7 separate regions of the Mus musculus genome follow, and all the other regions are linked to region 5. A link is a contact called in public Hi-C, HiChIP or PLAC-seq, Micro-C and promoter capture Hi-C data. All regions are on one chromosome and are shown on one strand. Each heading gives the region's core, a stretch centred on a gene start, on an enhancer-like site or on the middle of the called end of the contact. The rest is flanking DNA. Distances are from core to core; before and after follow the strand shown.

Region 1 (2,826 bases), core at 259-2,758, 670 kb after region 5:
GGGCGGTCGAAGGTGTGAACTTTCCCTTGGAGAGATCCAGCAAGAGCAGCAAGGGAGGGAGGGTTTCTCACGCTTTCCTCCATTTCTGCCAAATCCAGAACATTTTAAAGACTTTTTCCTAATGGCTACATCAATAACAGTTTAGTATTTCAGACATATTGTATATGTATTTATGTATTGTATACATTAGCAAGATCCTTTTCTGTGCACCCCTCCACCTCACCCCCTCACCCCTACCAGCACAGCTGGAAAGTAGTGAAGGGGACACAGTGGCTGAGGAAAGGAAGAACACAGGATCCAGTAAGAATCAGGGACTTTGTTCCAGTGTGAATTGGTGGCCACCAGAGAGTTTTAAGCAAGGGATTATCATTACTAGAATCCAGGTCATTATATGGAACACAGAGGGTCTGGCAAGCCGGGGAAAGGCTGGGGCAGGTGCCCTGGCAGAGGGGAGTGTGAAAGGTGGTGACAAGCAGAGGCATGTCCACTCGGGGACAGAGAACCATGGTTTTTAGATTCTTGGATGCATAGCCAAGGCCATGTATGGGAATGGGGCTGGGACTGGTTCTGGAAGGTATTTAAACTAGAAAATGAAGGGAGTTGTGAAAGGAAAAAGCTACGATCAAGTTAGCCTCCTTTACCTCTCCAGTTGTGGGTGAACTTGGTGGCTGCACCTGCTCTGCACACTGCAGGAAGCGGCGCATGTGTTCAGCACAGTTGCCCACTGCTGCCTCATTCAAGCGAAGACACTTCTCAAAGGCTTCAAAGGGCTCAGCACAGGCCTGGCGGATCTGGCGGATGATCGGGCTGTGGGGGGTAGGGCATTTTAGACCCTGAAGCATTCAAACCCTACTGCCTGGCACCCTCTAGCCCCCAGTTGTACACTCACTGGGAGGACGTGCAGCGAGCAATGCTCATCTTAAGGTGGTGACAATCTCGATGCCACGACTCTGGCTTGGCTGCCACACATTGGCCATACTGATCCAGCTCTCGGCTGCAGTATCGAGCAGTGACTTCCAGGGCTGCCTGCCTGTGGGACAGGGTAAACTGAAGATAATCTCAAGAGAAGGCAAGAAAGAGTTCTGATTTTGATCTGTGATTGGACTAGTCTGGATTGGGGGTGGGGGGTGTAAAGATCCTGTGATAGGGACAACCAACGAGGGGCAGAAATAAGCGCCGATCCCTGCGCGTTGTGGAACAAGGTGGGATTTCCCGGGAGATCGTGGAAGTCCTAAGACAAAAAGTCTGGCTATTGTGAAGCAGGCCTGGAGTCTTGAATTCAGTCATTTCCCGTTGGGGACCGTGCAGTCTGACAAGCATGATCTAGAGTTATAGGGAGTTGTAACTCACATCTCCAGGCGAATTCAAGCGCCGATCAGTCAGGGAGAAGAGACCCGCCTTTTCCGGTATCAGGTTGTTATGGCGGCGCCCAACCCAGACCTCCTGGCCTCACTCTTCCGGTCGTCGAGCGTCCCTGCCACTCATCCCACATTGGTCCAACCTTCATGGCTGTGTCCTGCTTTGCTTTCCGCCTCACTGCCTATCCGGGAGGAGGCCCCTGTAACTACTTCCGGTCCGTCAGCTATTTTAGTTTATTTACTTCCGGCTTGTGGTGGTCGCGTTTAGTGATCACCGGAAGCAGGACTTCGGCCGTGATCGAGCAGCCAGGCACAGAGCACCAGAGCTGGTTCCCTGTAGGTCAGATCTACAGCCGCTCGCGCTGCCACTTTCCCGGCTGGAGTTGAGGCCACCGGCCCGCGTGACTATGGCTCGGCACACGCTGCGGCTGAGGCGGCAGCTGTGCCCGCCGCTGCTAGTTTAGGAACACGGGGATTGCCCTCTCAGGCTGAGCTACCAGTGGCTTTCCGCCACTGCGTATTCTCCTCCTGACTTTAGTTCCAACTTGACGGAAAGGAATGATCTTAAACGCCACATTGGGCTTCCCATCCGATTATTCACTCAGACATGTCCTTTTCCTGCCATAGGTGGTAAAGGCAGGATGAGAGTGGGTTTTATTGCTTGCTCCTTGCAATCGTGCACAAATTATTTTCTTTGTAATTTCCTTAGGTGGTGTTTGCACCCTCTCCACATTTGCCTTCAGATTATAGGGCTAGACCTGGAAGTTCATTTCCCTGTAAGGCTAAATATTCCTCATATGGAGAGGCCTAAGCTAGAGAAAATGAGCGGTAAGGTGATTACCTTAGCACGCAGTTGTAAAATGAGAACGACTGCTTTGGCCTTCATAATATACAGTGACACTTTCATTTTTGGGAAACTTGACACTCCACACTTCTAGTTTCCTTTTGTCTGGTTGCTGTCAAAAGAGTCATTAAGAATGGAATGGAGAGAACTAGATAACCCTAAGGTTTGAAGTGAAGCGGATCTGAGAAATGCAGGTCTCAAGAGTGCTTCTGTTACTGGGGTTCCCTTCTGGGGAGCTCATTAATGAAAGAACTTTAAAAGGTACTCATTTAGGACAATCAAGGGCAATGTTATTGGTCTGAGAGAAAACACCAGGACAGGCACGCTGTAAATGTCAGTAGCCGCTAAGAGGGAGCAGGAAAAGGAAACTAGGGACATGTGTGTGATGTACATGTGTGCAGGCAGAGGCTGGCGGCAGGTGGCTTCCTCTATTGCTTGACACCTGAAGCTTTTTGGAGACAGGGTGTCACTGAACCTTAAAACCCACCAGTGAACATCCAGGAGCTGTCTCCTCATCCCAACACTGGGATTCCAAGTCTGCCCTACCATGCCTTTTCTGCAGGTTTTTATGCAGGTGTTGGAGATCCACAACTCAGGTCTTCCTGCTTGCATAGCAAGCACTTT
Region 2 (2,970 bases), core at 387-2,886, 860 kb after region 5:
GCTTGGCTGTCCTGGATCTTGCTCTGTAGACTGATCTTGAACTCAGAGATCTGTATGGTTCTGTCTCCTTTAATGCTGGGATTGAAGATATGTATCACCATGCCTGGACTTAAAACTTTTCTTCACCTAGAACCTGCTCTGTTCAAGGCTGGACATAAAGTCAGAGATCTGCTTGTCTTTGCCTCCTGGAATTAAAGACCTGTACTTTGCTGTGTGGATCTTGGCCTAAGGTCAACACTTCCTTAATTCAATTTAACCTCCTTGAACATAAGATTCAGTTCCATTTCACTTCCTGGTGCCCCTTTAATGTCAACCACATATTTTGTATTTTTCCTTTCAAAGCCTGCTACACTTATTCAAAAAAAAAAAAAAACCTCTTCATGAGATTTAACCAGAGAACAAAGTCTATGTTGGGCTTTTTTGAGACTTCCTTTGTCAATGCAATTAATATATATATTTACCTTAGCCCCACATAGACTCTCAGACAAGGGCAAAAAGCAGCCACATTCTTCACCAAAATACCACAAAAACAGTCTCTATGCCACAAACTGAAAATTCTTCTCTGAAACCTCTTGGGCCTGGTCTGCACAGTTATTCTCAGCAAGTCTTCCATATTCCTACTAGGATGGTCCATTAAGCCCCATTTAAAACATTCCACCGCTTTCCAAATCCAAAGTCCTGAAATCAACATTCTTCCAAACAAAAGCATGGTCAGACCTATCCCTGGTACCAGCTTCCATTTTTTTTTTTCTTGGTTTTTCGAGACAGGGTTTCTCTGTATAGCTCTGGCTGTCCTGGAACTCACTTTGTAGACCAGGCTGGCCTGGAACTCAGAAATCCACCTGCCTCTGCCTCCCAAGTGCTGGGATTAAAGGCGTGCGCCACCACGCCCGGCTACCAGCTTCCATTTTATTTAGGGTTTTACTGCTGTGAACAGACATCATGACCAAGGCAACTCTTATAAGGACAACATTTCATTGGGGCCGGCTTACAGATTCAAAGGTTCAGTCCATTATCATGAAGGAATGAGCATGGCATCATCCAGGTAGGCATGGTGCAGCAGGAACTGAGAGTTTTGCATCTTCATCTGCAGGTCTCTAAGACTGCACCCCCCCACCCCCCCACCCCCAAATAGTCTTAATACTTAGTACTTTCTATTGAATTTGCCTGCTTTAAATATATTTATGTGTTTACTCAGAAGAGATCGTCTAGGTTCCTTTTTGTGCAATTAATTTTGCTTGGTCACCTGTCAATTTTAAAGGGGCTGGAAGAGATATATGGCTCAATAGTTAAAACATAAAGGTCTTGCGTTCTGTTCCCAACACTCATGTCAGGTGGGTTACAATAACTGGCCTCCGCGGGCATCTGCACTCATTCTCTCTGTCTCTCTCTCGTACATATAAAAATAGCACAGCTTTCTAAAGAAGAATCCTAAAGATTATTTTAATTTTTTAACGACATTGTAGTGCTGCACTAAGGAACGAATCGGACATAAGTACAGAGAGTTGCGCGTGCGCAGCTCAGGCACCGAAAGCCTCCCCACCAACGGTGAGAACTGCGCATGCGTGGTAGGGCTGGCCAGGTCGCGCGGAGTCGCGCCCAAGCAACATGAGCGCGAGCGCGTGCGCGTGCGCTGGGCGGAGCGTGTGGCCCTTGGCGCGACTGTAGCCTCCGCTTCGCTGGTTGTTCAGTACCTGCTCGGCGTGGAGAGGAACGGTCCCTGTCTGAGTTATGGATTTTGAAAATCTCTTTTCAAAGCCCCCCAATCCGGCCCTCGGCAAAAAACCGGCCGCCGACCCTGAGGAAAGGTGATCCCCACGTTCTGGTCCTTTGCAGGGCACCGCTTGGGCTCCGCCCCCTCGCTCCTGGAAACCGGCGAGCCCTGGCTGGCGCGTGGGCCGGGACCGGAGCGGGGAGGTCGGAAGGGGAAGTGGGGTGGAAGTCAGAGTAGGGACTGCGGGCGAGGGCAGTGGCCGGGCGGCGGGAGGAGGCCCCAGCCTCTGAATCTGCCCCCAGGGGCCGGCTGCTCCCCTTGCACGTGCGCTTAACGTGTTTGCTGTCAGTCACCTCCGAGGTGGCTTTGCCGGCACCTCGAGAGTTGAAGGATACATAGACTGCTCTGCCAGTGATCCTGAACCAGAACTCCCAGAATAAAGCAGCAAGCATCATTTCGGCTTAGTTTTTCTGTTAATTTGGAAAAGCGTGTTGTTAATCTCGTACTTAGTCAGAGTGCGGGATTTCTGTGCAGATACCCACTCACTTTTTAGGTTTTTTTGGTTTTTGGTTTTTTTTTTTGGTTTTTTTTTTTTGGTTTTAATTTTTCGAGACAGGGTTTCTCTGTGTAGTCCTGGCTGTCCTGGAACTCACTCAGAAACCCGACTGACCCTGCCTCCCAAGTATGGGATTAAAGACATGTGCCACCACTGCCCGGCCCACTTTTTAGTTTTTTGAGTTGATAATGCCCTCAAACTCCATCTCTCCTAAATCCTTGTCTTCTATGTTCTCTCTTTCCTCAGTGGAACCCTTGACACATCCTTCACGAGTTTTTTTCCACCCTCATTAAGATAACATTACAGTGTTGGGCTGGGCCTATTAATCTCAGCATTTGAAAGGCAGGCAGATCTTGGGAGACTGGGACCAGCCTGGTCTAAATAGCAGGTTCCAAGCCAACCTCAGCTACATAGGGGAAACACTGTTTCAAGGGGAAAGGATATATGTATATGTTCACTGCTCAGTCTCAAATACCTTAGTGGAAACTGTTAGCCTAATTGGGCTACCATAGCTTTGCTGTGTAATTAATGTGAAACTTTTTTTAAAAAAGATTTATTTGTTTTATGTATGTGAGTACACTATAGCTGTACAGATGGTTGAGAGCCTTCATGTGGTTGTTGGGAATTGAATTTTTTTTAAGGACCTCTGCTCGCTCTGGTCAACCCCTCTCAATCCAGTTGGCCCTGCTCCATCAGTCCC
Region 3 (2,871 bases), core at 295-2,794, 980 kb after region 5:
ATGCTCAAGCAACAGTTTTCATGGAGCTGATTCACAATGCTCTTATTTTGAGTTTGGAAACCGGCTTAACTGCATTCACTAAAAAAGCAGCAGGAAACCATAAAGTGTGCTTCAACAAACATTGCTTTTTATTGATGAGAAATACAGCCATAGAGATGGGCAGGCCCTATCGTGGTAAGTATACAAAGACATGTTTCATTCTCTCTGTTCTAAAAGATACATTTCTGACAACTTGATATAAGAAAAAAATAATCATCCTGCTTTTTGCAAAAAAAGGCTGCTGACACTACCAGCCTGAGCTACACAGGAAATAAACTCAGCCTGAACAAAGCATATGACAGCTAAAAAAAAAAAAAAAAAAAAAAAAAAATACTGGGCACCTACTCAGAAGAATCTCAAACGCAATGAATACACTGAGCCGGGCCACAGAATGAAGCCTACACTTGAGCCTCTGCAGTTTTGTGTTTGGAAGTATGTGCACCTTCTGATACTACTTTTGGTTGAAGGAATATAAATATAAATGTCACCTTTAGAACTTAGACGCTGTTTCCACACATCCCAAGCAGATCTGGGCGAGTCATCTGACTCTGGACTCAAGACAAGGCCGCTTCCCGATATCCTGTCTCTTTTGCAAGACTTTGCACAATTTGGTCTCTGCCTTCTTCCCACATCATCTCTTAACCATACAGGACGTCAAGTTCTCTAACGGCCTGCCCAGTTACGGAAGTTTTCATCCATCAGACTCGCCCTTTAAACACTCTTAAGCAAACACCCTGTTCCACAGACACGCGCAGAAGTCATGAACACTAAGGAATATACAGAAACTCAAGAAAAATAAGAGAGGCGAGGTGACTTTATGCACGACTGTAGAGCACACTCAATTTATGCTCTAACAGAAAGGCTAGACAAACCTTGTGGCCTTGTGGATGTGGCCCCAGTAGTAGTAACCTAGCCGAAGTATTCGGTCCCAGCGATGCCGCTGGGAATGCAGAGATTGGGGCTCTGAACTGAAGAAACAAAAGCAAGATCTAGAGACACCGTGTCAGGACAGTGAGAGGCGGGTGGAGAGCCTCGCGAGCAGCAACAACATTTGGAAAGGGAAGCCGTCTTAGGAAAGCACAGTGGGACCGCTCTTCCCAGAAGCCTAGGCAGAGGAGGGGGACGCTCCCTTCCCAGAGCCCACTCTAGACAAAAGGCTCAAGAAGCGCGTCAGAGGACCCACCGCTGGTCCCAGAGAGCCCTAGTGAATGTGCCCAAGGCCAGACTGGTCCGCAGGCGGAGCTATCCAGCCAGGGCCCTGGAGCCTAAGAAGCGCCACGCCTCAGTCCCTACAGAGCACTTACGTCATTGACCGTCCTCGTCCAAAGCCCGAGCTCGGGGACTGCGTCCACAGCCGCCGGGACCCAGCACAGGAGACACAGGGCAACTCGCAGCAGCTGGGCCCCGGCGGGCCGGCGGCAGAGGAGGCTGGGAAGGAGGCCAGCCTCAGACCGACAGGCGGCAGCCATCTTGACGCGGACGCCGCACCTGCGCTCCCGGAACCCGGCCACGCCCCGGGGCCGCACCTGGCTCAGCTCCGCCCCTGAAGGGGCGTGCCCACGAGGGGAACGAGAGCACGGGCGTGAATGCGGAGGGGGTCTTGGGCTGAAGCGGATAGGCGCTGTTAGAGGAAATAGGCTCAAACCTGGAGCAGGGCTTCAGGGCCAGGCCTGGAAGGAACCGAGGAAGTGTGGAGGGAAGGGAAGAGAGTCCAGAGGGAAACCCGCCCACGGAGGGGGCGGGGCCTGGGAGGTGGGGCCGGGTGGAGGCGGGGCTGAGAAGGTGGGGCCGGGAGTGGAGGCGGGGCCAAGACCTTAATTGGGGCGGGACTATGGGCACGGGGCGTGGTAGGGAGGCGGGGCCTTCCCGGGAGAAGGGAAGGCGGAACCAAAGTGTGGAGGCGGGACTACAAGATTAAAAGGGCCGAACCTGGGCGGAACTAGAAGCTGCTTTAAGGGGAAGGTTGTGTGTAGAAAGATGGAGGCGGGGAAAAGAACAGGGAGAGGAGGGGGAGGAAAAAGAGGCAGGGCCTTAAGGGAAACTAGAAAGGAAAGACCTGGCTGCAACGCAGTTGAAAGGTCAGCTTGCAGAGCAGGGCCCCGAGGATAATGGGGCACTCTAATGACAAGTTGCAGAAATGAAGATCCTAGTACTTGGGAGGTGGAGGTAGGAGGATCGTGGGAATTCAAAGACAGCCTATAGCCACATAGCAAGCGTGAGACCAGCGTGAGCTGCACAAGCTTGTCTAAAAGCAAAACAAAATACTTGTCAACTAAGGGGAAAAAATTGTTTCGAGAGCAATAGTCAGGTCTCACCAGTAGGTGGCACTAGGAAATTGATGTTTTATATGAATTTGAATCTTTCCTGAAGGTGTTTTTTTAGTCCCGATTAGATTCAGTAGGAGTTACTGTTTATACCTCTAATTTCCTTATTTTAAAATAGTTAACTATTTTTCAAGCACATTTAAGTTCACAGTAAAATCGAGAGGAATGGATCTCTAGAAAGTTCTAATATCGCCCTGGTCACCAGCTTCCTCTGCTAGCAACATTCCACACTACAAGGAGTACCTTTAATAGAGACCATTAAACCAGTAATCAATTCAGAACTGTATCTTACGGCTCATTAAATATCTCACAGAGGTATCGATCTCCGAGTAATAGACTAAACAGGGAGTTTACCTTATTGAAGAGCAAATGGAATATTGAGATGGTCCTGAGGTTAAAGGCACTTGCTGCCAAAGCTGACTACCCACAAGGTCCCAGAAACAGACTCTGGAATGTTGTTCTTTAACCCCCAAATACTTCCCACTCAATACATAAGTAAAATGTAATT
Region 4 (2,838 bases), core at 60-2,559, 650 kb before region 5:
CTCCGAATGGCTAAACACAGCGTGGAAGAGAAAGGAGAATGAGAGGACTGAGGTAACCATCAAAGATTAAGTTCAGGAAGGACTGCCAAGAGCCTTGTAGGGAACGGTAAGGCATCTGGGTTTTCCTCCATCTCATTCACAGAGGAAGGAAAGTGAAGGAGTTTTTAAGCACACAAATGACAGCGTCTGATCTACGTTTTCGAAAGGAGTATCCAGACAGAAAGATGTTCATCCTGTCCCAGTCTTTCCTCATCCACCATCTTTTGGTTCTCTGGCTGCTTCAAGAGTTAGCAGGTAACAAGTGGTGCCATAGCCGGGGACATGAGGCTGGTTTTCAACAGAAATTCCCTATCCTAGCCAAGGGCTTCGGCCGACATCACACTCTGTCCAAGAGGGTTTGGAACATTTTTTTGCTTGTCCTACAAATATCATCACTATCAACAACAAAACCCTCTAATAGACAGGATCATCTCTGCCTCTGTAGTTGTTATTTTTAGGAAATATTAGGGGCTCAACCCCCCCCCCCCGTGGCAATTTTTAAGAATTACTGAAAGTAAACACAGGAGATGTGCGTTCCCAAGTGGCTGCTTTTGAATTCTGGGTAGCTTAAGTCCATATTTTCCTTCTTAAGCATACACAACAGTTGGGAATGGGCGGCAGAGAGGGGCCTGGGAGTAGGACCAGGAAGGGGTCTTAAGGGGAAGGTGGGAGGTGGGATGGTCACTGCGTGTGCCACCTATCTCCTCCCATTAAATGGACCTGAGCAAATCCCATTTTCGCTGCTCAAAGTTTTTTTCTTTCAGAATGAACTACGGCAGCGCCCTGGCCCGGGCCGGAGGAGGACGTCCGCAAAGTTCCAGCCTGTCTGTGTCCCGCACGTTTCCGGGACCCCCTCCCCCTGTCCACGGTGCCAGGATGCACAAGCCAGAGGCGCTCCTCCAGGATAGGATCCAGGGACCGCTCCCACGCGCGGCCGAGCCACCCCACCTCCCCGAGCCCTCCCGACGGCGGCAGGCGCGAACGCTTACCGAGCCCGGCGCTGGGCGGGACCGCGGGGGACGCGCACGGCAGCTCCGCCTCAGGACCGCGGCGGCGTCTCGGCCCGCCGCTCCCCTCAGGGCCGCCGCCCGGTCCGCTGCTCGAAGCCCCGCGGCGGCGGCGGCGGCCTCGCCTCCATGGCGAGGAGAAGCGGCAGAGAGAGGACTGGGCTGGAGGCTGCGATGGCGGCGTGGTCCAGGGGTCTGTGCAAGATGCCCCCGCGAGTCCCTGTCAGCGCCTCACTCGCCGCAGCCTCTCTCCCGTCGCGGCCTGGGCTGTAAGGCGCTTCGTCATTGGCCGTTGAGAGGCGGGCGCTGGTTCGCTGACGCCGGGCGGGCGTCTCCGCCTCCGTGAGCCCCACCCCTGCGCGCCCCGCTGCGCCGCGGAGTTCCCCGGGCGCACTGGGGGTCTCCGGGTAACAGGACAGGACGCTCCCTATCCTCCCCTGGCACACGTCTCCCACCTAGTCACGGTCCTAGGCCCCCGGGCATGGGCTTTTTTCCTTGTTTACAGATGAGGAAACTGACACCAGGCACAAGCCACACCAACTGGTGAACTCAGGCACTCGAAAGCCATCTCCATCCTTCTCCAAATGTGATCCTCTCTCTAACACACCCCGCGCCTCTGCCTCTGCCTCTGCCTCTCTCGCGCTCTCGCTCTCTCTCTCTCTCTCTCTCTCTCTCTCTCTCTCTGTCACACACACACACACACACACACACACACGAGAGAGAGAGAGAGAGAGAGAGAGAGTTAGTTGTAAGGCACTTAAAGGATGTAATTGCGAGAAGAATTTGCCTAGTACCTAGGACCGGTCTAGCTCTGAGTATGTCATCTTAAATAAACCAGCCCACATCATCCCCACCCGAACCCTAGGGAAATCTCTCTTGCTTTCCAGATGTGCAAGCTGGGCCTGATTCTCTAGAGCTGGATGGAAGCACAGCACACGGTGCTCCGCAGCGAGCGGGGAGATACTTCTTGATACATGCATAGTGGTCAGGAGAAGATTGAAAGCGCTGAGAGAGACCAGGGAAGCGAACAGCGTTCTTTGTGCATCTAGCTTCTAGGAACCATAAGTCGATTTTTTCGGAAGGTAGCAGTCCTCAGTTTAGAGCACTTTGGATGCTGCTAGACCTAGGGCGCCAAGTTAGAACTCTATGCAAACACCCTTCCTTTATTTGTTGAATAAGTAAGTGTGCGCAGACCAGAGCCAGGACCTGCAAATGTGCGTTGAAGCGGGCCTTCTTTAAACTTCCTCCCTCTGGGTAGTAAAAACCTCTCCTTGAGTTAAGATTTGTGACTCTTGATCTCCCTCCTCAGGGCCATCTCAGTGACAGTCTACAAGACCTCTATCCTGTCTCCTAAATGTCAGACTCCTGCCAATGAGGTCCGCTCCTCCTACAAGTTCCAGAAGCCCATTTCCTAGAAAGTACAAAGTCTATCAGGGATGCAAATACACAGCAAATTGAAAAGTGACCAAATGAAAAGTTGGGTCTTTCACTAGAACACAATACTTTACAAAACAAGACCAACACAGAACAAAACAAATCTGAAAAATACTGGTTCTTGGCTAAGAAAGCAGCCTCTTGGCTTTAGAGCAAACCCTACCAGCAAACTTTTTTTCTTTTCTTTCTTTTTCTTTCTTTCGGTTTTTTGTTTGTTTGTTTGTTTGTTTGTTTTGTTTTGGGGTTTTTTGTTTTTTTAATTTTTTTGAAATTTTTCTTATTTACAGTTAACCTATGACTCCTGGTCCTTTTCAGAGCTCCCTACCCCATTAGCACAATCAAGAGCCATCTTGGAAGA
Region 5 (2,719 bases), core at 27-2,526:
CAGCCCACTGCCTCTTCTCTAGTTTACACAGGAAGGCAAGGTGTTTGGCCTCCTGGAGCCCCATGGTTCTGCAACAATCACTGCTCAGACAGCCCCAGGGGTTATGAAAACAACTGAGATTGTAACAGGGCAGGGAAAGCTGCAACCTGTTTTGTTATGCGACAGCTCTTGGCCCACCTGAGGGGGTTATTACTGGGTGCGTGAGTTATTAACCTGTGGTGCCCTCAGGGACTAAACCAAGAACCAACTGAATGATTGTCTGCTCTCGGGTGAAGGGTTGGGGTTCTCGGAGGAAACCTCACACTTGAAGACAAGGTTTGGGAACAGAATTGGAAGAAACTAGAAATCAGGAAAGGAGAATGGCATGGGTGGGTCTGCTACTTTTTTTCCCCTCTAGGTTCTGATGAGAAAGAGGCATGAGGGGGCTTCTGCAGTTCTACCAACTACTTTGAATCCCACCAGGACTACTCTTCATCCATCTTTTAAAATGCTAGGCTTGTAATTATGGCTCACACCTACTGAGTGAGTACTTAAAAAGATCAAGGTTAGCACTTGGTGAGCTTGTTAGGGAATGTCAGCTAACGGCTGGGGAACAGACTGATTTCCTAGCAAGAAAGAAGGTCCCAAAGCCGGGTCAAGGACCTTAGCGAGCCAGAGACAGTTATTAGAACTGAGTGGTTCTGAGAACAAGGGGGTCCAGGAGAGGGCAGGACTGCCGGCTGTAGTCTACCTTTGAGCGAGGTCTCCACCAGGCGCAGGTAAAGCTGTGAGTTCTTGTTGCCGTGACTCATGCGCTGGGCTAACCCGTTGCGCTGTAGGACGCACTCCTCAAACTGCACGATATTCTGGTGCCGCCGCTTGAGACTGGTGAGGGCCCAGAATTCTGCTAGTGCCAACTCCACGTTCTCGGGAGCGTCGCAGCGGATCTTCTTGACTGCCACCCTGGCCCCACTGCGCCCAGCCACAGCCTCATAAACCACGCCGTAGCTGCCGCGCCCGATCTCCGCCAAGAGGCTGTAGCGCGGCCGTGCAGGAACATCCCCGCCGCCGCCATCCGGCCGCCGCCGGGCCAGGAAGGCCTCGCCCGGGACCTCGGCCCCAGCCGGATCCATGGCCTGGGCCGCCGGCCTCAGCTTCTCGCACAGTACCCGCTGGACTGGGCTTCGCCTTTTCCGCTCCGGGCTTTTTGTCCCTCTGCGGGCTCCGTTCTCTTTCCCCGTTTCCATGGCTGCGGGGGGCGGGGGGAGCAGCAACGGCGCCGCCCGGGCCCCCCTTGCCTCATCCCTCCGTCTAGCCCCGAGATGTGGAGGAGCGGGACCTTGGATGGTGATCTAAGGGCGAGAGGGAGAAGTTAAAACCCACCGGGCCGAGAAGGGTAGATGAGGAACTTAAAGCGTCCGGCGTCCCACCTCCGCCGCCGGTCGCGGCCCCTTTAAGAAGGAGCCACCGTCTCGAATTGAACGGGGGAAGGGAAAGGAAAGCGGGAAAGACGGAACCACCGGGAAGTACCGAGGGAGGACCGGAAACCGAAGCGCAAACCGTCCCCTCTCGCCGACTTATCCGTCAGGAGCAGAAAAAATAAATAAAGCCGTAGGGATCGTCCCCATCGAAGACGGCCGGCTTAAACTTTCCTGGGGCTTAGCCCCCTCTCAACGGCCCCTCCCCACGTCCTACCCGGGCTTCTCCCGGTGTAAACAGTCCCGTGAATCAAACCCAGGAGAGCCCGGCGGGACGACCCAGACCCCCGGGGACAGCGGGCGAAGGGAAACCGGCTAAAAGATCGGCTTCCGAGGACGACAGGCGGAGGCCCCGGTGACGCCCCCGGGACTACGGTGGGGCGCCGGGGCTCCCGCTTCGGCCCTCCCTTCCTCCCTCCACTCCCTCTTACCTGGCCGGCGCTGTTCCTCTTCCGGGCGAACCGGTTCCCCCTTGGAGCCCGCGCCGGAGGATGGTCCGTTCCGAGCCGGGCTTGTCTGCAGAGCCGGGTAGGGCGCGAGGCGGGGAGCCTGGCTGAGCGTGTAGCGCGTCGCGGCGCTGCTCTTGTGATGACAGCAACGCTCCCGGGGGAGGCCTCGGCTTCCAGGTTCCCGTGGCCGTCCCCGAGTTCACGCCAGCTGAGCACTTTACGTAACCTCTTTATGTAAGCTGCACCTCCCGCCGCCGCTCTGGTCAGCGGAGATTCCTGGTGGCCCATCCCCCAGGAGGCCAGCGGAGAGCCGCGCCGCCTCTCTGCAGCCGAGGTAGACCCAGCCGCCGCGACAGCCCGGAACCAATCACTGGCGAGAACACCCAGCCAACAAAAAGAGCGCGCCAAAATCCCGCGATTTGTACCGAGGGCCTTCGCGAGGCGCCTGCACTCCGCAAACGCCTTTCCGGACTTGACCTGCATCGTACCTCTACGCCCGCACTCGGCACTTGATGCTGATTGGGGGAATGGCTTAGGTGTAATCGATTCACAGCTGAGACCAGGGTTAGAACGCTAATCTCCACGCCCACTAATGACCCCAATGATCTCAGCCGCACTTAATCCTCAGTATCCTTCTCTGCCAAACCCGGGTGGTCCGCACTTCCAAGGTTGCAAAGGACCAAGTGAAATATGATGGCTGGCTAATTGAGTGCCTGATATAAGCTGCTTTGGGCTTGGATTTTGATACCCTTCACCCCGGCCGCCCATTGTGGTGGGAGGGAGCACAATGGCTGTGTAGTTAAGAATGATCTT
Region 6 (3,056 bases), core at 355-2,854, 700 kb after region 5:
TTCCATATTGTCAAGTCTCAGTCTGGCAGTCAAAGCTCTCCAACATATCCCCATCCTTTGTTCTCACAATACAGTTGTTTGGTAACGAAAGCTCAGGGTACTGTCTACTACATATTTCTCTCCCTGAACCTACCCTGCCTCCTGAGGGAGGGCACCATCTTCTTCCCTTAGCCTTATCTAATGCAGAGCTTTCTAAACACCTGGATTAGTCGCAGCATTTCCCTTGTACTCCTGACTCAGAAAGCGCCACATCTTAGAGCAGTTCTCAAAGAATATGGCACTGACTGCTTGCTGGTGCCTGCTACCGTTACACAACCAACATCCAAAGTGAGGAGCAATTACACCTGAGAGGTGTCTTACTCTCAGAGTGCCGTGCCAGGAAAAACTAAAGATGCCAACAAAAAGAGACCTTCCCCGTCCTTACTCTGCTACCACTGTTACAATGATTCCCCTGGACTTTTTATCTTCCTCAACATGACCAACTCAGAACAGGTGGCAAGTTTTCCTCTTGCAAATTCTTAAAGAGAAAGAAAGCGGGCAGCGAACGCCTTTAATCCCAGCACTCGGGAGGCAGAGGCAGGCGGATTTCTGAGTTCGAGGCCAGCCTGGTCTACACAGTGAGTTCCAGGACAGCCAGGGCTATACAGAGAAACCCTGTCTCGAAAGAAAAAAAAAAAAAAAAGAAAGAAAGAAAGAAAGAAAGAAAGAAAGAAAGCAAGCAAGCAAGCAAGCGGGCGATGGTGGCACACACTGTTAATCCCAGTGCTCGGGAGGCAGAGGCAGGCAGATCTCTGAGTTCGAGGCCAGCCTTGGTCCACGGAGCTCCAGGGCAGCAAACGCTACACAGAGAAACCTTATCTCGAACCGTCTCCATTCTCCCGCCCCAAAAAGAAAACTTTAAGGGAAGCAAACTGAAGGATGTGCTTGCTGCAGTCTGTCTGATCAGCTTGGAACCTTGTGAGGTAGTTTTAGAACGTAAGACTCCAGGTGTGAAAAGGCGCGAGTGCTGGGAATGGTGGAAAACACAGTTCCAAAAAGATCACTTCCTCACTCTCATCTCACAGTACCCAGAAATGGTTCGCCCCAAACCAGACTCGTACTCATATATAAATCCAGGAGTCACAAATACAAGTTTCCCTACACCACTAGGCTTATGAGTTGCTTTTTTTCTCTGAACTACCCAAAGCAATGCAGGGTGAGTTCACGTCCCTATTTGTGGTCATACTGTAGGCACCCCTCACCCCCCCACCCCCCGGCCACTTCTCCCAACCGCAGGGACGCTCCAGGACCCCCCAGGCCAAGGGTAGAGCTCTGGAGCGCAGTGCACGGCACTCACCTGCACCGCGTGGCTCAGCCCCTCCAGCGCCGCGTAGTTGAAGGAGTCCACGTGCGCCCGCGTCAGGTCCTGCAAAGCTGCCTTTTGCTGCTCTGGGGGAATCCCGTACGAGGGGTCGGTTAAATGCTTTAGGCTGGGCCCGCTGGGCAGGTTCCGCCACCGGCCGTCGACATCCATGCTTCTGCCAGTCCCGGACGGGAGACCGGAGCTAGGACGCTACTCGTGGCTGGCTGGAATGGCCGGACCAACCCCACAGCCACCCTACCCCGTGGCCTTCTGGGAAATGTAGTTCCTCTTGTTCGGCCCGCCCCACACTGGTCCTTTCTTTTCTCAGAGTCGACTGGAAACTTACACCATGGCGTGATTAGACCGGTTAAAACTACGCGCAGACATGAAGACACGCCTTTAATCCCAGCAATCAGGAGGTCAGGTATCTGTGAGTTCGAGACCAGTCTGGTCTACAAAGAGAGTTCCAAGTCATTCAGAGTAGTTACACAGAGCTGTCTTGAAACACCGGGGTGGGGGTGGGGGTGGGGGTGGGGGTGGAGAGAGAGAAAGAGGCTTCGCTGTTTTGTAACCTGCAAACCATACTAAATCCTGCTCCACTTTAGTGTGTGACCTCTGTGACCCATATTAGCTTAATTCGTTAATTAGGACCTGATACAAGACGTATCTTTAAAGGTTCCCTTCTGTCCCATTCTGGAGTTTTCCTATTGCACCCTGATGCAGACCTCAGGAGACTCTGGATTCTTGGCTTCAACTAAAATGGAGGTGTGGGGCACCAACCTGTCATTTCTTCTCAACTTGTCTGTTTATTAAAATAATATTTATTTATTTATTTTTGTTTCTTTGTTTTTTGAGTCAGGGTCTCTATGTAGTCCTGGCTGTCCTAGACCAGGCTGGCCTGGAACTCACAGAGGTCCATTGTCTTTGCCTGAGTGCTGGGTTAAAGGCATGTGTCACCCCCAGCCCCCTCTTTCTCAAGTCTTTGTTTTTTTGTTTAGTTTTTCTCATACATTGCATTCCAACTGCAGTTTCCCCTCTCTCCACTCCTCCCAATCTTCCTCCCCACCCCCCTTCTCCTCCAGATCCACTCCTCCTCTATTTCCCTTCAGAAAAGAGCAGGCCTCCCTGGTATATCAACTGAACATGGCATAACAGGTTACAATAACACTAGGCACAATCCCTCATATCAAGTCTGGACAAAGCAAATCAATAGAAGAAAAGGGGTCCCAAGAGCAGGCAAGAGAGTCCAAGACAGCCCCTGCTCCTACTGCCAGAAGTCCCCCAAGAGCACCAAGCTATACATCCATAACATGAATGCCGAGGACCTAGCTCAGAGCCACACAGGCTCCAGGACTGTCTCTTCAGTCTCTGTGAGCCCCTCTGAGCCCTGCTTAATTGATTCTGTGGGCTGTGCTTATGTCTACTCAACTCTTAATGCATGAAGCACATCAGCAGGACGGCAAGCAGTAACCAGGCCATGCTACCCAGAAGAAAGGAAGCCACCCCAGCCTGCTTCTGGGCAATCAAGAGCAAGAGGTAGGAAGGTGGTTGGATAGTGTCAGAATTCGTGCTGTTTCTAGTGTTTGGCTTTTACAAATATCCATTTTTCTATGTGTGTGTTTTCAATTCCCTTAGGTATCAGAGCTAAGAACCACGTTTCTGTGTCATATTACCTATGTTTACCTTTCTGAAGCCCTGTGAAACTATTAAAGTG
Region 7 (2,963 bases), core at 240-2,739, 620 kb after region 5:
GACAGGACGAGCAGAAATTCAAGGTTGTCCTAGGTTTCATAGTTCAAGACCATCCTGGACCCTGACTCAAAAAGTTTAAATTCCCTCCCCCTCGTTCTCCCACCCTTGAGATCTTTTTTAAAAAATGTGTGGGTTTGCCTGCATGTATGTCTGTGTAGCATATGTATACTGTGTCGGAGGAGGCCAGAAGAGGGTGTCAGGTTCCCCTGGAACTGGAGTTACAGAGGACTGTTAGCTACGGAGTAGGTGCTGGGAACTGACTTCAGGTCCTCTGAAAGAGCGATCAGTTATCTCTCCAGCCCAGTGCTGTCCCTTTGACAGACTGATCACTGCTATCCTAGAAAGTATTTGATAAAGTTAAAAGAACAAAGACCCTGGTAAGTTAGCCTCGGCCAAATCATAGTTGGATCGTTCTTATCAGCTTTCCTCATGGAGGTGGAGTGCCCCCTATCGGAATGGCTAGAAAGTAGCCGCTCCCCCACCCCCATGTCTGCAAGGTCTTTCTCTGTACAAGATGTGTAGGTAGTGTTACCAGGACACAAACAGAATCATGACAACACTTTGCAGTGTAATTTCATGATTTATATATCAATTATGTTTTATGAAGTTATTTTTAACTGACTAAAAGGTTTTATAGCTGGAATGTTGCTATATTGGGATGGAAGACTGGAATAATCTTCCCCAGCCCTGCATTCCTCTCACCTCTTGCTCAAGGTGAGGCTATGCTAGGCAGGAGGAGGGGCAACTGCTTATCACCTGCCACTATTCCCGTTGAATGTCCAATCACCTCCTGCCTCTCTAGGCCTAAGAGCCACTTTGTATCCCCCCGCCCCCCCCCCCCCCCCCGCCCCGTCTCTAAAGTCCAGGCTTGTTTTCTTAATTTCTTAGATTAGTAAATCTAAACATGCTATTGTAGGCATTCCTGAGCTCTATGAACCCACTGTTAACTCTCTACTCCTTGGCCAAGGACAGCTTCTGTCATTCTGAGACAGTGGCCTGCTTTGTCCTTCCATGGCCTGCTGGATCCCTCTAAGTCTCCCTAGAAAAATACGAAAAGGGGCCAGGTGTGGTGGCACACGCCTTTAATCCCAGCACTCGGGAGGCAGAGGCAGGTGGATTTCTGAGTTCGAGGCCAGCCTGGTCTACAAAGTGATTTCCAGGACAGACAGGGCTATACAGAAAAACCCTGTCCCGAAAAAAAAAGAAAGAAAGAAAGAAAGAAAGAAAGAAAGAAAGAAAGAAAGAAAGAAAGAAAGAGAAAAAGAAAAAGACGAAAGGGTACAATACAAAAGGAAAAAATACAAGGAACCAAAGAGGAAAAATACAAAAAGCACAAGCAGGTCCTATATCCAGACCATGAGGCCATCGCCACTGTCAGCTAACCCTGGAGAGGCTCCTTCCTTGGCAACAAGGTCAAGTTCACAGTCTGCAAAGCAGGACTGGCCAGAGCCCTCATTTGATTATAGCTTAATCCTAATCTGACCAGGTTTGGATGCAAAGCTTTCTCAGTTTAACAGTGACCGGAGTATCTCTGCTCTTTAGGACAGAGCTTTCTATCTTAAGGTCCCAACAAGTGCTTTTTGGTGTCGGTGCTAGAGTTTCATGTTTGCTGAGCAAGTGCTCTACCGCCGAGCTGCATCTCCAAACCCACACAGGAAGCCTTGTAAAAAACTGAAATGAAAGAAAATACCAGAGCACATTCAACAATGTGAGTATTATTTCCTGAAAATTGTGGTAAGGCGTGTGTGTGTGTGTGTGTATGTGTGTGTAAACTGTTCATAATATAAAATGTATTTCTTTGTGTGGGTGGGGGTTTAAAAAGTTTTGAAAATATTGACTTAAAGGAAAATATCCATTCCTCAAATAGTATACAAATATTATCAGAGCTGTGTCTTGCTCTAGGAGAAAGAAAAACAAAAGTTGGCTACCACATCTGGAAAGCTCCGGATGGGGTAAGTACAAAGGCCACCAGCACAGGATGTAAAAACCACAGTCTGAGGGGTGTCATGGGAGAAGCCACCTCCTTCTTTAGGCCTGATGGCTGGTTCTGACATTGGCTAGGGAAGGAAGGGAAATGGTATGCTTCTGATGAAGCACGGATACCAAGCCACAGCCCCAAGCCCCATGGCTGGAGCTGCTACCAAGACCTTGGTGTGAATGCTGGGAAAGGACCCAGAGTGATGGGAACAGACAGGGATGAGAAGAACAAAAGTGGGAGATATGGATATATAAATATAAATATGTATATATAATTGAGTATTTATATTATATTTAATGTATGTATGTATATGTGTATATATAATATTTTTTAAGGGAAGGGGGGTGGAACAGTGGAGGACAGCCACTTGAAGGCCAGATGTTGCCTTTGTTTCTACCTCAAGGCCTTTTTAGACTTACCTCATTACTGATTCTGATTAAGATGTATGCTACATGAGTCCATGGTCCGATAGGAATTTCTACATTTAGATTTTCCTTGTATGTTCCTGTCTGGCTAGAGCCAGTGTTGCTGTCTGGTTACCAGACTCAGCTGTGCCTCCCCTCACAAAGCACAGGGGTTTTCTCTTCTCATGTTCTCTGGGTTTCCCTGCTGAGCCCTATAGCCTGTCCTTTCGGCTATTTTGTGGATGCTTTTTTCTTTACCCTTCTCCACTTTTTCAACCCCTTAATATTAGATAGAAGAGAGAAAAGGATGGCGGGGAAAGGGGGCGATGATATTGTTAGGATAATTCCTGCTGATTAGGGCTGTTGAGTTCCTTAGGGCAAGTTTGATCTTCACAGTCAGGATATCTTTCTCTTTCTTCCTTTCTCTCTCTCTCTTTCTTCCTTTCTCTCTCCTTCTTTCTCTCTCTCTCTCTTTTTTCCGAGACAGGGTTTCTCTGTATAGCCCTGGCTGTCCTGGAACTCACTCTGTAGACCAGGCTGGCCTCAAACTCAGAAATCCACCTGCCTCTGCCTCCCGAGTG

Evidence for each region. Promoter capture Hi-C pulls out the DNA fragments that hold promoters and counts their contacts. Hi-C and Micro-C count contacts between places; a contact is called where the count stands out from the background. HiChIP or PLAC-seq counts read pairs in DNA pulled down with a chosen protein or histone mark.
Region 1: a contact with region 5 is called in a promoter capture Hi-C map of liver, with 2.4 times the contacts expected there. The contact joins the promoter of Chchd5 here to the promoter of Stk35os1 in region 5. A contact is called at or near these places in 5 of 39 promoter capture datasets (the 3T3-L1 cell line, liver, neutrophils and 1 more), 3 of 484 Hi-C or Micro-C datasets (erythroblasts, muscle stem cells and uterus) and 4 of 115 datasets of contacts at active chromatin or transcription factors (acute myeloid leukemia, bone marrow-derived macrophages, embryonic stem cells and 1 more).
Region 2: a contact with region 5 is called in a promoter capture Hi-C map of neutrophils, with 4 times the contacts expected there. The contact joins the promoter of Zc3h8 here to the promoter of Stk35os1 in region 5. A contact is called at or near these places in 6 of 39 promoter capture datasets (the C10 cell line, the HPC-7 cell line, hippocampal neurons and 3 more), 1 of 484 Hi-C or Micro-C datasets (B cells), 3 of 115 datasets of contacts at active chromatin or transcription factors (astrocytes, embryonic stem cells and extraembryonic endoderm stem cells) and 2 of 9 other capture datasets (adipose tissue and macrophages).
Region 3: a contact with region 5 is called in a Micro-C map of embryonic stem cells, with 5 times the contacts expected there. The contact joins the promoter of Tmem87b here to the promoter of Stk35os1 in region 5. A contact is called at or near these places in 5 of 39 promoter capture datasets (the C10 cell line, the HPC-7 cell line, hippocampal neurons and 2 more), 1 of 484 Hi-C or Micro-C datasets (embryonic stem cells) and 1 of 115 datasets of contacts at active chromatin or transcription factors (bone marrow-derived macrophages).
Region 4: a Hi-C map of CD8 T cells shows a contact between it and region 5, with 5 times the contacts expected there. The contact joins the promoter of Ptpra here to the promoter of Stk35os1 in region 5. A contact is called at or near these places in 2 of 484 Hi-C or Micro-C datasets (CD8 T cells and regulatory T cells) and 1 of 115 datasets of contacts at active chromatin or transcription factors (astrocytes).
Region 6: a contact with region 5 is called in an H3K27ac HiChIP or PLAC-seq map of embryonic stem cells, with 4 times the contacts expected there. The contact joins the promoter of Polr1b here to the promoter of Stk35os1 in region 5. A contact is called at or near these places in 2 of 115 datasets of contacts at active chromatin or transcription factors (bone marrow-derived macrophages and embryonic stem cells) and 1 of 9 other capture datasets (liver).
Region 7: a contact with region 5 is called in an HNF4G HiChIP or PLAC-seq map of pancreatic cancer cells. The contact joins the promoter of AI847159 here to the promoter of Stk35os1 in region 5. A contact is called at or near these places in 3 of 39 promoter capture datasets (the 3T3-L1 cell line, hippocampal neurons and neutrophils) and 3 of 115 datasets of contacts at active chromatin or transcription factors (bone marrow-derived macrophages, embryonic stem cells and pancreatic cancer cells).

Annotation. Positions count from the first base shown.
Region 1 is chr2:129,128,382-129,131,207 of GRCm38.p6, reverse strand. It overlaps Chchd5 (coiled-coil-helix-coiled-coil-helix domain containing 5), which reads right to left and starts at 1,508. Exons shown (of 4, transcript NM_025395.3): 1 at 1,351-1,508; 2 at 890-1,030; 3 at 642-807. The coding sequence starts at 1,352.
Region 2 is chr2:128,942,686-128,945,655 of GRCm38.p6, reverse strand. It overlaps Zc3h8 (zinc finger CCCH type containing 8), which reads left to right and starts at 1,636. Exons shown (of 9, transcript NM_020594.2): 1 at 1,636-1,808. The coding sequence starts at 1,732.
Region 3 is chr2:128,816,976-128,819,846 of GRCm38.p6, reverse strand. Tmem87b (transmembrane protein 87B) reads right to left here and starts at 1,544. Exons shown (of 19, transcript NM_001355629.1): 1 at 1,344-1,544. The coding sequence starts at 1,508.
Region 4 is chr2:130,448,749-130,451,586 of GRCm38.p6, reverse strand. Ptpra (protein tyrosine phosphatase, receptor type, A) reads right to left here and starts at 1,309. Exons shown (of 21, transcript NM_001163688.1): 1 at 1,029-1,309. Gm52562 (predicted gene, 52562) reads left to right here and starts at 17. Exons shown (of 3, transcript NR_165481.1): 1 at 17-52; 2 at 143-294; 3 at 804-2,838.
Region 5 is chr2:129,800,016-129,802,734 of GRCm38.p6, reverse strand. It overlaps Stk35os1 (serine/threonine kinase 35, opposite strand 1), which reads left to right and starts at 1,276. Exons shown (of 1, transcript NR_029452.1): 1 at 1,276-2,719. It overlaps Stk35 (serine/threonine kinase 35), which reads right to left and starts at 2,218. Exons shown (of 4, transcript NM_183262.3): 1 at 1,889-2,218; 2 at 731-1,331. The coding sequence starts at 2,194.
Region 6 is chr2:129,099,544-129,102,599 of GRCm38.p6, reverse strand. Polr1b (polymerase (RNA) I polypeptide B) reads right to left here and starts at 1,604. Exons shown (of 15, transcript NM_009086.2): 1 at 1,337-1,604. The coding sequence starts at 1,513. It overlaps Gm46764 (predicted gene, 46764), which reads left to right and starts at 1,657. Exons shown (of 3, transcript NR_168333.1): 1 at 1,657-1,766.
Region 7 is chr2:129,179,199-129,182,161 of GRCm38.p6, reverse strand. AI847159 (expressed sequence AI847159) reads left to right here and starts at 1,489. Exons shown (of 3, transcript NR_045264.1): 1 at 1,489-1,708; 2 at 1,903-1,952.